Linked DNA regions of Macaca mulatta: region 1 is linked to region 2. The links are chromatin contacts, called in public Hi-C maps. All regions are on one chromosome and are shown on one strand. The core of a region is the stretch at or near the end of the contact, and the rest is flanking DNA. Distances in the headings are between cores, read along the strand shown. Region 1 holds the start of CLPP (caseinolytic mitochondrial matrix peptidase proteolytic subunit). Region 2 holds the start of MLLT1 (MLLT1 super elongation complex subunit).

Region 1 (5,065 bases), core at 449-2,948, 71 kb before region 2:
CGCCCGGCTAGTTTTTTGTATTTTTTAGTAGAGACGGGGTTTCACCGTGTTAGCCAAGATGATCTTGATCTCCTGACCTCGTGATCCGCCCGTCTCGGCCTCCCAAAGTGCTGGGATTACAGGCTTGAGCCACCGCGCCCGGCCTTTTTTTTTTTTTTGAGACGGAGTCTCGCTCTGCCGCCCGGGCTGGAGTGCAGTGGCCGGATCTCAGCTCACTGCAAGCTCCGCCTCCCGGGTTCACGCCATTCTCCTGCCTCAGCCTCCCAAGTAGCTGGGACTACAGGCACCCGCCACCATACCCGGCTAGTTTTTTGTATTTTTTAGTAGAGACGGGGTTTCACCGTGTTAGCCAGGATGGTCTCGATCTCCTGACCTCGTGATCCGCCGGTCTCGGCCTCCCAAAGTGCTGGGATTACAGGCTTGAGCCACCGCGCCCGGCCTTTTTTTTTTTAAATCTACAATTTTTAAATGTTAGCCGGGTCAGGTTGGCAGAACAGTATGTGCAGGATCAAAGAGGCCACATCCTGACTTGTGAACCGAGGCTCAAAAGCCAGCAACAGGCACCTTTTGGCGGTTTCAAGCCACTTCTGGAACTCTGACGCTCTGCACCCTTTCCCAGAGAGAGAACATCCCTGACCCGGGATTCTGGTCCCCTGAGTCACCCGTGCGCCCTGACGAGCGCCCCTGGCACCTAGGAAAGCCCCTGCTTGCTCACCAGGGCTGTTGATGTACATGTGGATGGGCTTCTTGTTGCTCTCGGACTGCAGGAAGAGGAGCTGTGCGATAACAAGGCTGGCAACGCTGTCATCGATCTGCAGGTGGAGAGGGCAGGGGTGTTCCCAGATTCGGGGTGGGGAGAGAGTTTTAAGGCTGCGGGGGATGGGTCAGAGAACCAGGAAGGGGGACCAGGGCCCAAATAAAAGGGGTGGGGAAGAATTTAGGACCCAGAAGCGGATGGGGAGAGAGTAGTGGCTAGGACCCAGGCGGGGCTCAGGACACAGGAAAGGAAAGGGTCAGAACACCTGCGAAGAGTCTTGCGCCTAGGATTGAGGAGAGCGGTGCCAGGTGTCAGGAAGGCAGTGGGAGCTCAAGAGGCGAGGAGCAGAGGGGAAGAGGTGAGGAGCGGGTGGGGAGACCGGGAGCCAAGAGGGGAGTCAGAAGGAGAGGGAAGGGGGTTGGAAGGGGAGCGGAGCCTGGGGAAAGAAAGTCTGGGGCCAGGGAAGGAGGGGCGCAGGGGGTCTGGGCAGGCGCTTGGGAGAGTCCTGGGGAGGGTCCCGGCGCGCTCACCGGGCCCATGACGCACACGATGCGCTCCCGCAGCAGCCGCGAGTAGATGTCATAGGCGCGCTCGCCGCGACCCTGAGGGTAGAAAGATGTAGGTGAGGGGTCGCGGGCAGCCCCCCGATCCTCACCCAGCCCGGAGCCCCCGGGCCGTGTCCCCGCCCGGCCGCCGTACCGTCTGCTCCACCACGATGGGAATGAGCGGGAGAGCCCGGGCCGCCGTCGCGTGCAGGCTCCGCTGCAGGGCCAGGCCGTTTTGGGGTGTCCGCTGCGGCGGTCGCTGCGCTGGAAAGTGAGCGGCGAGGCGAGGCCCCAGCGCGGGGTACCTGCATGCCGCCACCCGGGCCCCCCCCACTAATATTGCGGGCCACATCCCTCCACACGTCCCGGTCGGCTTCCGTCCGATGGCGGAACTACAACTTCCGGCGTGCTTTGCGTCTAGGAGCGCGCTCGCTAGGCCGCCCACTTCCGGGAGTGTGGGCGGGCGCCGTTAAGGATGGGGCGGGGCTAGGATCGGAACCTGAAAGGGAGGAGCCAGTGAAGTAAATAGAGTGGGCGGGGCTGGAGAAGCTTTAGAGTCTACAGTTCGAGTCCCCTTACCGACGAATTCGTCTTCGTTTTCTTTTTTCTCTTTTTTTGAGACGAAGTCTTGCTCTGTCACCCGGGCTGGAGTGCGGTGGCACGATCTTGGCTCACTGCAACCTCTGCCTGCTGGATTCAAGCCATTCTCCTGGCTCAGCTGCCCCAATAGCTGGGATTATAGGCACACACCACCACACCCGGCTAATTTTTGTATTTTTAGTAGAGACGGGGTTTCACCATGTTGGCCAGGCTGGTCTTGAACTCCTGAGCTTGTGATCCTCCCACCTTGGCCTCCCAAAGTGCTGGGGTTACAGGCATGAGCCACTGCGCCTGGCCTCGTTTTCTACTGTTTCTGCTTTATTTTATTTATTTTTATTTTTTTTGAGAGAGAGTCTCACTCTGTGGCCCAGGCTGGAGTGCAGTGGCGCCATCCTAGCTCAATGCAGCCTCAAATTTCTGGGCCCAAGTGACCCTCCCTCCCACCTTGCTCTCCAGAGTAGCTGGGACTACAGCTGTGCACTACCACATCTGGCAAATATATATATATTAGAGATAGAGTGTTACTATGTCACCCAGGCTGGTCTCAAACTCCTGGCCTCAAGTGATCCTCCCACCTTGGCCTCCCAAAGTGCTGGGACTACAGGCGTAAGCCACCACACCCCACTTATTCCTTATTTTAAAAATAGCTGCAGGGTTGGGCACGGTGGCTCACGCCTGTAATCCTAGCACTTGGGGAGGCCGAGGCGGGAGGATCACGAGGTCATGAGATCAAAACCATCCTGGCTAACCCGGTGAAACCCCGTCTCTACTAAAAATACAAAAAATTATCCAGGCAAGGTGATGGGCACCTGTAGTCCCAGCTACTCAGGAGGCGGAGGCAGGAGAATGGTGTAAACCCCGGAGGTGGAGCTTGCAGTGAGCCGAGATCGTGCCCCTGCACTCCAGCCTGGGCGGCAGAGCGAGACTCTGTCTCAAAAAAAAAGAAAAAAAAAAAAAGCTGCAGTGTTCCCACAGCTCATCTTGGAAGAGGGGTCCCAGAGAGGACTTAGCCTGGATCTTGGCCTTGAAGAGCTTCCAGCCTGCTGTGGCCGACCTCCTCATTCATTTTTTGGCCACCTGTGGAGTAGAGCGAGGGACCCCAGTCTGTGGGAGCCCAGAGAAGGGTGTTGCGGATTCTGCCTGGAGATCAGACTGGAAAGCTTTCCTAGGAGAAGCGGGTATTGGAATTGGGCTTTGAAGGATAAGTAGGAGTTTGTTAGCTGGGGAAAGGCATTTCCAGCAGAGGAAAAAGAATGGGCAAAAGGGTGGAAGTAGGAAGATTCCTGGTAATGTTGGGACTTCTGGTTTTTTGCCACACCTTCTCAAGGCAGATTTTTTTGCATCATTCAGTTCAATGTCACTATCTAAGATAGTGTCACGACTTCACTCCTCCACTCCTCCGGACGCTGCCCTGCACCTCCTGCCTGCCCAGCCTCTGATGTGGGGTGGCGGGGTCCTCTTAGATGCCCTCCCTGTCTCCCTTTGTTTAATCAGCTTCATTTCTCCACATGGCAACTGCTTTTCACGTTCTTCATTGTTAACAGCTCCCTAACGGGTACTCCAGTTTCGCCCATGTCACTGTGACACACTGTCTCTTCTTCACTCTTCACTCTAAGAGATCCCCGAGAAAGCCAGTGTCACTACTTCATCCCCAAAGTCTAAAATGGTGCCTGACACACAGTAGGTGCTCATTAAATACACATTGAACCAAGAGATGAAGAGGTGATAAAGGAGATAGGTAAAAGGCAGAGGGCTTTGGAGGCATCTGCAGAGTGGGGATAATGATAACCTACCTCCTAGGTTTGTGCAGAAGGTCCTCAGAAAGGGTCCAAAAATGTGTAAAAAGTACCCAGTCTGAATTATTTATTGATGTCTTAGATCAGGGACCATGGAAGTCTCAAGTCCTCCCACATGGGGGTCTATTTGAAGTGGGTTTTTTTTTTTTGTTTTGTTTTGTTTTGTTTTTTTCCCCGGGCAGTCCTTCCAATCACAGCAGGTTCAGGCAAGATGTTGTAATGGCTCACGCCTGTAATCCCAGCACTTTGGGGTCCCAAGGCGGGTGGATCACCTAAGGACAGGAGTTCGAGACCAGCCTGACCAACACAGTGAAACTCCATCTCTATTAAAAATACAAAATAATCTGGACATGGTGGCGCATGCCTGTAATCCCAGCTACTTGGGAGGGTGAGTCAGGAGAATCACTTGAACCCAGGGGGCAGAGGATGCAGCGAGCCGAGATCGCGCCACTGCACTCCAGCCTGGGGAATAAGAGCAAAACTCCGTCTCAAAAACAAAACAAAACAAACAAACAAACAAACAAAAAAGAATCACAGCAGACTCCTGAAGTGGATTTTGATGTATAAGAAGGAGTTTACCAAGCAGTAAGTGGTAGACTCTTTTTTTTTTTTTGAGACGGAGTCTTGTCCAGGCTGGAGTGCAATGGTACAATCTCGGCTCATTCCTAGCTCCGACTCCCGGGTTCACACCATTCTCCTGCCTCAGCCCTCCCAAGTAACTGGGACTACAGGCGCCCGCCACCACGCCCGGCTAATTTTTTGTATTTTTAGTAGAGACAGGGTTTCACTGTGTTAGCCAGGATGGTCTCAATCTCCTGACCTCGTGATCCACCCGCCTCGGCCTCCCAAAGTGCTGGGATTACAGGCGTGAGCCACCGCACCCGGCCTGCCCAGCTCATATTTGTATTTTTAGTGGAGATGGGATTTCACCATGTTGGCCAGGATGATCTCGATCTCTTGACCTCAGGATCTACCTGCCTCTGCCTCCCAAAGTGCTGGGATTACAGGCGTGAGCCACTGCACCCGGCCGGTAGACTCTTTTTCTGTTTTGAGTCAGGGTCTCGCTCTGTCACCAAAAAAAAAAAAAGAGTCTACCACTTACTGCTTGGTAAACTCCTTCTTATACATCAAAATCCACTTCAGGAGTCTGCTGTGATTCGTTTTTTTGTTTGTTTTGTTTTGTTTTGTTTTGTTTTTGAGATGGACTTTTGCTCTTAATGCCCAGGCTGGAGTGCAGTGGCGTGATCTCGGCTTGCTGCATCCTCTGCCTCCTGGGTTCAAGTGATTCTCCTGACTCACCCTCCCAAGTAGCTGGGATTACAGCCGCTGTCCCAGTTTCTACTGTGAGTCAGGTGGGTGGCCCTGCC
Region 2 (5,513 bases), core at 834-3,333:
GCAAATGACAACCCGATTTTTAATGATAAAAAGGAATTTAAAATAACTGCACAAGAGTCTCTAAATCGCAGGCAGAAGGTCCTAATGTCCAAGAGACAAGTGGCTTACAAAGTCCTGAAAAAGATGGGGGTATGCCTATTTCCCACATAAACACAGTTTACAGGTCATTGTAAAATTTTGTGATCCTCAATAAATCAAAAAAATTTTTTTTGTGAGAGATTGGTATTATTTAAATTTTCGTGGATAACATGAGATTCTCTCTTTAAAAATTTTATCTTTGATCAGGGCACAATGGCTCATGCCTAGAATCCCAGCACTTTGGGAGGCCACAGCGGGAGGGTTGCCTGAGGCCAGGAGTTGGAGACCAGCCTGGGCAATACAGTGAGACCTCTCTTTCTATAAATAAATAAATAAATAAATAAATAACCAACCAAACTAGCCGGGTGTGGTGACATAAGCCTGCAGTCAGTCCTAATTGCTTGAGAGGCTGAGGTGGGAGAATTGTTTGAGCCCAGGAGTTCTAGGTTACAGCACGCCATGATTGTGCCACTGCACTCCAGCAGAGACCTCATTTCAAAAAAAAATCTTTATTGACAAATAATAACTGTATGTATGTATGGGGTACACCTTGATGCTTTGATACATGTATACATTACGGAATAAACAAATCAGGCTAATTAACATATCCATCAGCACATATACTTATCAATTATTTACGGTAAGAACATTCAAAATTCACTTTTAGCATTTCTTTTTTCTTTTTTTCTCTTTTTTGAGACAGAGTCTTGCTCTGTCACTCAGGCTGGAGTGCAGTGGTGTGATCTCAGCTCACTGCAACCTCTGCCTCCCTGATTCAAGCGATTCTGCTGCCTCAGCCTCCTGAGCAGCTAGAATTACAGGCACACACCACCACGCCTGGCTAATTTTTGTATTTTTTTAGTAGAGATGGGATTTCACCATGTTGGCCAGGCTGGTCTTGAACTCCTGACCTCAGGTGATCCACCCCAGTCAGTCTCCCAAAGTGTGGGGATTACAGGTGTGAGCCACCACATCTGACCACTTTTAGCAATTTTAAAATATAAAATAACATTATTATGTAGTCACCTTGTTGTGTGATAGATCGCCAGAACTTACTCTTCCTGTCTAACTGAAAACATGTGACTCTCTTGGGTCGTCTGAATGTTTCAAATTTGTATCATTCAAATTAGCAGGAAGAATCACACAGTACTGTTCTTCAACCTATTTTATAGATGTGCAAACTGAGACTCAGGGAAAGGTGAAGAAGGGGCTGACCAGGTTTGCCAAGGATTATGCAGGATTAGAAAATTAATCTCCACTTTGGGAGGTTGAGGCAGGTGGATCACTTGAGGTCAGGAGTTCGAGACCAGCCTGGCCAACATGGCAAAACCCCGTCTCTACTAAAAATACAAAAATTAGTGAGATGTAATGGCGAGCGCCTGTAATCCCAACTACTCGGGAGGCTGAGGCAGTAGAATCTCTTGAACCTGGGAGGCGGAGGTTGCAGTGAGCGGAGATCGTGCCACTACACTCCAGCCTGGGTGACAGAGCGAGACCGTGTCTCAAAAAAAAAAAAAAAAAAATTAATCTCCAGTTCCAGAACCCAGGGCTCATTCCGTCACATAGCAGCATCATGCGGTCAGGAAACAAAAGTGTACCTACCGGGGGCCCTTGGGGATCCCTCCCCAGGGCTCGAACCAGTAACCTCAGTTGCAGCCCCTGAACGCTCCCGCCCTGGAGGCTCCAGCCACGAGGCAGCGCCCCCTGCGGGCCACAGCGCGCAGGCGCGGAGCGCCCGTCCCGCCCCCGCCCCCCTCCACGTGCGGCGCACACCTCGCGCTCCCCTCCGCCAGGCTCGCCTCGCGCCTCCCTCCCTCCCTCCTCCCGCCCCTCCGGTCCTGGCCTCCCATTGGCTGCGGGCTTCGTCCCTCCGACCGCAGCTCGGCAGGCCCTCGCCAGGCAGGAAGTCCCGCGCCACGAGCGGCCGTCCGCGCCGTCGATTGGCCCAGGTGGCTGTCAGTCGATGCGGCGGGCCCTAGTCGGCGGCGGGGGCCCGTGATCGGTGCGCGACCCGGGCTGGCGGTGGTTTCCGGTTCCGCGGGGCTGGCGGGCGAGCGGGCGGCCGGGATCGGCGGCGGCGGCGGCGGCGCTTGACAGACAATGAGGGCGGCGGGGCGGCGTTGAGCGGCGGCGGCGGCGGCGGCGGCGGCGAGCGACGCGGGGCCCGGGGGCGGGGCGGGGCGCCAGCCATGGACAATCAGGTGAGGAGCGGCCGCGCCGCCCCAGCGCAGCCCGCCCGGCCCCCTCCCGCCCGCCGGCCCGCCCGGCCCTCCCCGGTCCCGGCCTCCCCGCTCCGCGCCCGCCTGCTCGCTTTGTGCGCGCCCGCTGCTCCCCGGGCCTTTATGTGGGGCGGGGGCGCCCCTCCCCCATCCGCGACCCCGGCCCGGCCAGGGCGCCTCGGACCCCCTTCGGGACCTGGGCCAGGTCCGGAGCCCCCTGGGACGCCCCTGGTGACCCCCCAGCCTGGCTCGGAGCCCCCCGGGAGACCCTTCGGAACCCCAGTCCGATCTGCATCCACCTGGGACGCCCCTGGGGACCCCAGTCCGGCTTAGGGACCTCAAGACAGCTCTCGGGACTTCAGCCTGGTCCAGAGCTCCTTCCAGGCACTTTCTGGGATCTCGGCCCTGTCCAGACCCCTCCCGGGACCCCTGGGATCTGCCCTGTAGACCTTTTCCTCTCTGGGTCCAGGGCCAGTCACTGTCTCCTTTCCTGTCTGGACCCTTGGCCCGGAGTCGCCTCAGACTCCCTGAGTCCCCAACCTGCTGCCTGTCCTCCCTTCAACCTCAGCTCAGAGATGAGGCGTCCCCGGCCCCCTGAGACCCTGCTCTGCAGCGTCTCTCTTCCTTGAACCCAGGCCTAGCCTAAGATTTATTTCCACCCACCCCCTACCTGGGCCTGAGCCTTCTCTCCCCTCTGTTCCTGCCCCGGCTGCAGCCAGAGCAACCCTTTCTCCTTCAACCCCAGCCCTGGCCTGAGCTCCTCAGACTCCCTAGGACCCTGGCCTTCTGTCTTTTGCTGCAGGGACTCAGGCCTGTTTGGAGTGTCCCCTCTCTTTGTACTTGCTTTTTCAGACTTCTTTGACCCACCCTGCCGCCTCAGCCCCCTTCTAGTTTCAGGCCCTGGTCATTCTGCCTTAGACCTGGTGGGGCTGTCTGTTTCACCTTCAGACCCTCTGCCCTGAGACCAGGACCAGGAGCAGTTGCTTCTCTGATCTGGATGCCCCAGACCTTTGAGTCACTGATTGCCTGCTGTTGCCCTCAGCTTGGGCCGTCTCCGTCCGTGGCATCCTGATTTAGGCTTCCCCACATTTCACCCCAGTCCACATCTCCCTCCCAGGCTGGTTTGTCATGACACAGTCCCACAGTCTCCTGCACAACCTTTGCCTTCAGGATCTCCCACTTCATCTAACGCCCCTCAGCCTGATCAGTCCTGATGTCTCAGCCACTACCCTCTCCCTTCTTCCACCTCATTTTCTGTTTTTTTTTTTTTTTGCCCCCAGGGTCTTAAGAGTCTCAGTTGAAACCCAGGGTGGGTGGGTTCCCCAGCCTCCCGAAACGCTCCGGACGGCCCCTCCCCATTGGTCTGTGTTGCTTCTCATAAACACAAGGTCTTCCTGCACGCTGGTACCCCCTTTACCCAACTCTACGCTGCCTCTTCAATACCCAAGCCCGTACCCCTCTTCCTCAAGTCCAGAACCATTGCTGGCCCCCAACATGGGATCATTTGTTCCTCCTCCCCGGCTGCCCTGGCTTTCAGGGGCGCCAGGCCAGGAAAGGTGTCGTGGGGCTGTGGGGGTGGCAGCCGAAATCTCCGCCGTTAGAAAGGGCAGGTTGGGGCGTCCCTGGCTGCTGGCGCCACTAAGGTGGCACTGTCTGGCTGTGTGGTTTCATGGGTGGGGGGCAGGGAACCTCCCTCCTGCCCATCTGGGCGCCTGTGGCACAGGGTCATGGAGACAGGTGGCTCATGCTTCTGGTACCCAGTTCCAGTGGCTTCCCGTCTGATTTGGGTGTTGCTGCCTTCCTCTTAAGAGGTAAGGAAGAGTTTGCAGCAGTTGATCGGTGGATTTCCACGGCATGGTGTGAGTTGATTTCCGTTGAAGAGACAGAGCTTGTTGCTTCCAATCTGGTATCGAGTTAAAAGCCCAAATGAAATGTACCTTTAGTGTCCACTTTCAATGAAGCCTGACTCCAGGCAAGTCCCGTTGGGCACACAGAGGCGTAGGGTATGGCCCCTGCCCTCCTTCCTTAGTCCCCGGCGGAGATGTCCTAGGCTGAAGCGTGTCTGTTCCCCTTGTGATGTGTGGGACCCCGGAGGTCTGGGTGGCTGTCACTTATGTAAGTGGGGTGGTGGAAATGGGTGGCATTCCTGGTCTGCGACGGAGAGAGAGAAAGGTCTCGCTCAGGTAGACAGGCGTGGGAGAGAGCTGGCTTTGCACTGCCCGGTACCACAGTGACCAGCATCTGTGGCTGATTTACATTTAAACTAACTCGAATGACAACTTCAGTTCCTCCATCTCACCAGCCACGTTTTAAGTGCTCAGTAACCACCATTACTGAGCTACTGACGACTGTGTCGGGCAGTGCAGAGGCATTTCCATCATCGCAGAAAGTTCCATCCATGGCGATGGTCTCCCTCCTTGCAGAAGTATTTGCAAGGGAAGCGGCTCCCAGAGGGAAGTGTGTTTGGACCCAAAGTCTGATTCTCCTTCCCCAGCAAAGCCTTCATGCAAGTTTGAGAGAGGCCCAAGGGCTCTCTGTCCGTTCCTCACAGAGCAGGAGGCCCCTGGAGAAACAGGAGAGAATGGTATCTTTTACCCAAGCAGATGAGTTGGCGGTCAGTGTCCCTGAGGGACTCTTGGCACAGGGAAAATGCTTTGAATCCAGCAGAACCTGGGCCTCCGCTCCCACTAGCCCCCGATGCCACAAAACGTTAGTGCCTCGGTATAGTGGGAAACAGCACAGCTTTCCACCCAGTCGCTGGCTTTGGGAAGCTTTGGTTCTCTTTCTGCTTTCCTCTGTTACTTTCTAGGACTTTCAGACCCCCTCTAAGAGCAGGATTTCCCGCTGTGCTCTGGGCTCCCAGCTTCTCAACATTGACATCTTTTCCCCATGGCCAGGAAAACGCCTTTCTTGTTCTCTTTGCCCCAACCGTAACCCGCATGTTTGATTCCCCCTCCGCCCCAAGTCTGTGCTGGTGTTGTCTGTGGTATTTGTATTTTTTTTGGCAGGGGGATGAGCGAGTTCCCTGCTCACTTAAGGGTTATGTCTGGAAGGAGTGTGGTTTGTTTCCTGGGCTGGGGCCGGGGGAGGGGACTGGGACGTGACAAGGATAAGGCTGAGCAGATGCCGAAGAGATTGGGAAAGGGCCTGAGAGCAGGTCACGGGGACTGGGGCTGCCTAGGGAGCTGGGAGGTGGTGTCAGCATCTGGGCGGTCA

What was found. A called contact is a pair of places that touch in the nucleus more often than the background predicts.
Region 1: a Hi-C map of fetal cortex germinal zone shows a contact between it and region 2, with 2.3 times the contacts expected there. The contact joins the promoter of CLPP here to the promoter of MLLT1 in region 2. A contact is called at or near these places in 2 of 14 Hi-C or Micro-C datasets (fetal cortex germinal zone and fetal cortical plate).

Annotation. Positions count from the first base shown.
Region 1 is chr19:7,234,625-7,239,689 of T2T-MMU8v2.0, reverse strand. It overlaps CLPP (caseinolytic mitochondrial matrix peptidase proteolytic subunit), which reads right to left and starts at 1,698. Exons shown (of 6, transcript XM_077979614.1): 1 at 1,457-1,698; 2 at 1,288-1,359; 3 at 716-812. The coding sequence starts at 1,654. ACER1 (alkaline ceramidase 1) reads left to right here and starts at 872. Exons shown (of 8, transcript XM_028839864.2): 1 at 872-1,115.
Region 2 is chr19:7,163,289-7,168,801 of T2T-MMU8v2.0, reverse strand. MLLT1 (MLLT1 super elongation complex subunit) reads left to right here and starts at 2,083. Exons shown (of 11, transcript XM_015122622.3): 1 at 2,083-2,279. The coding sequence starts at 2,268.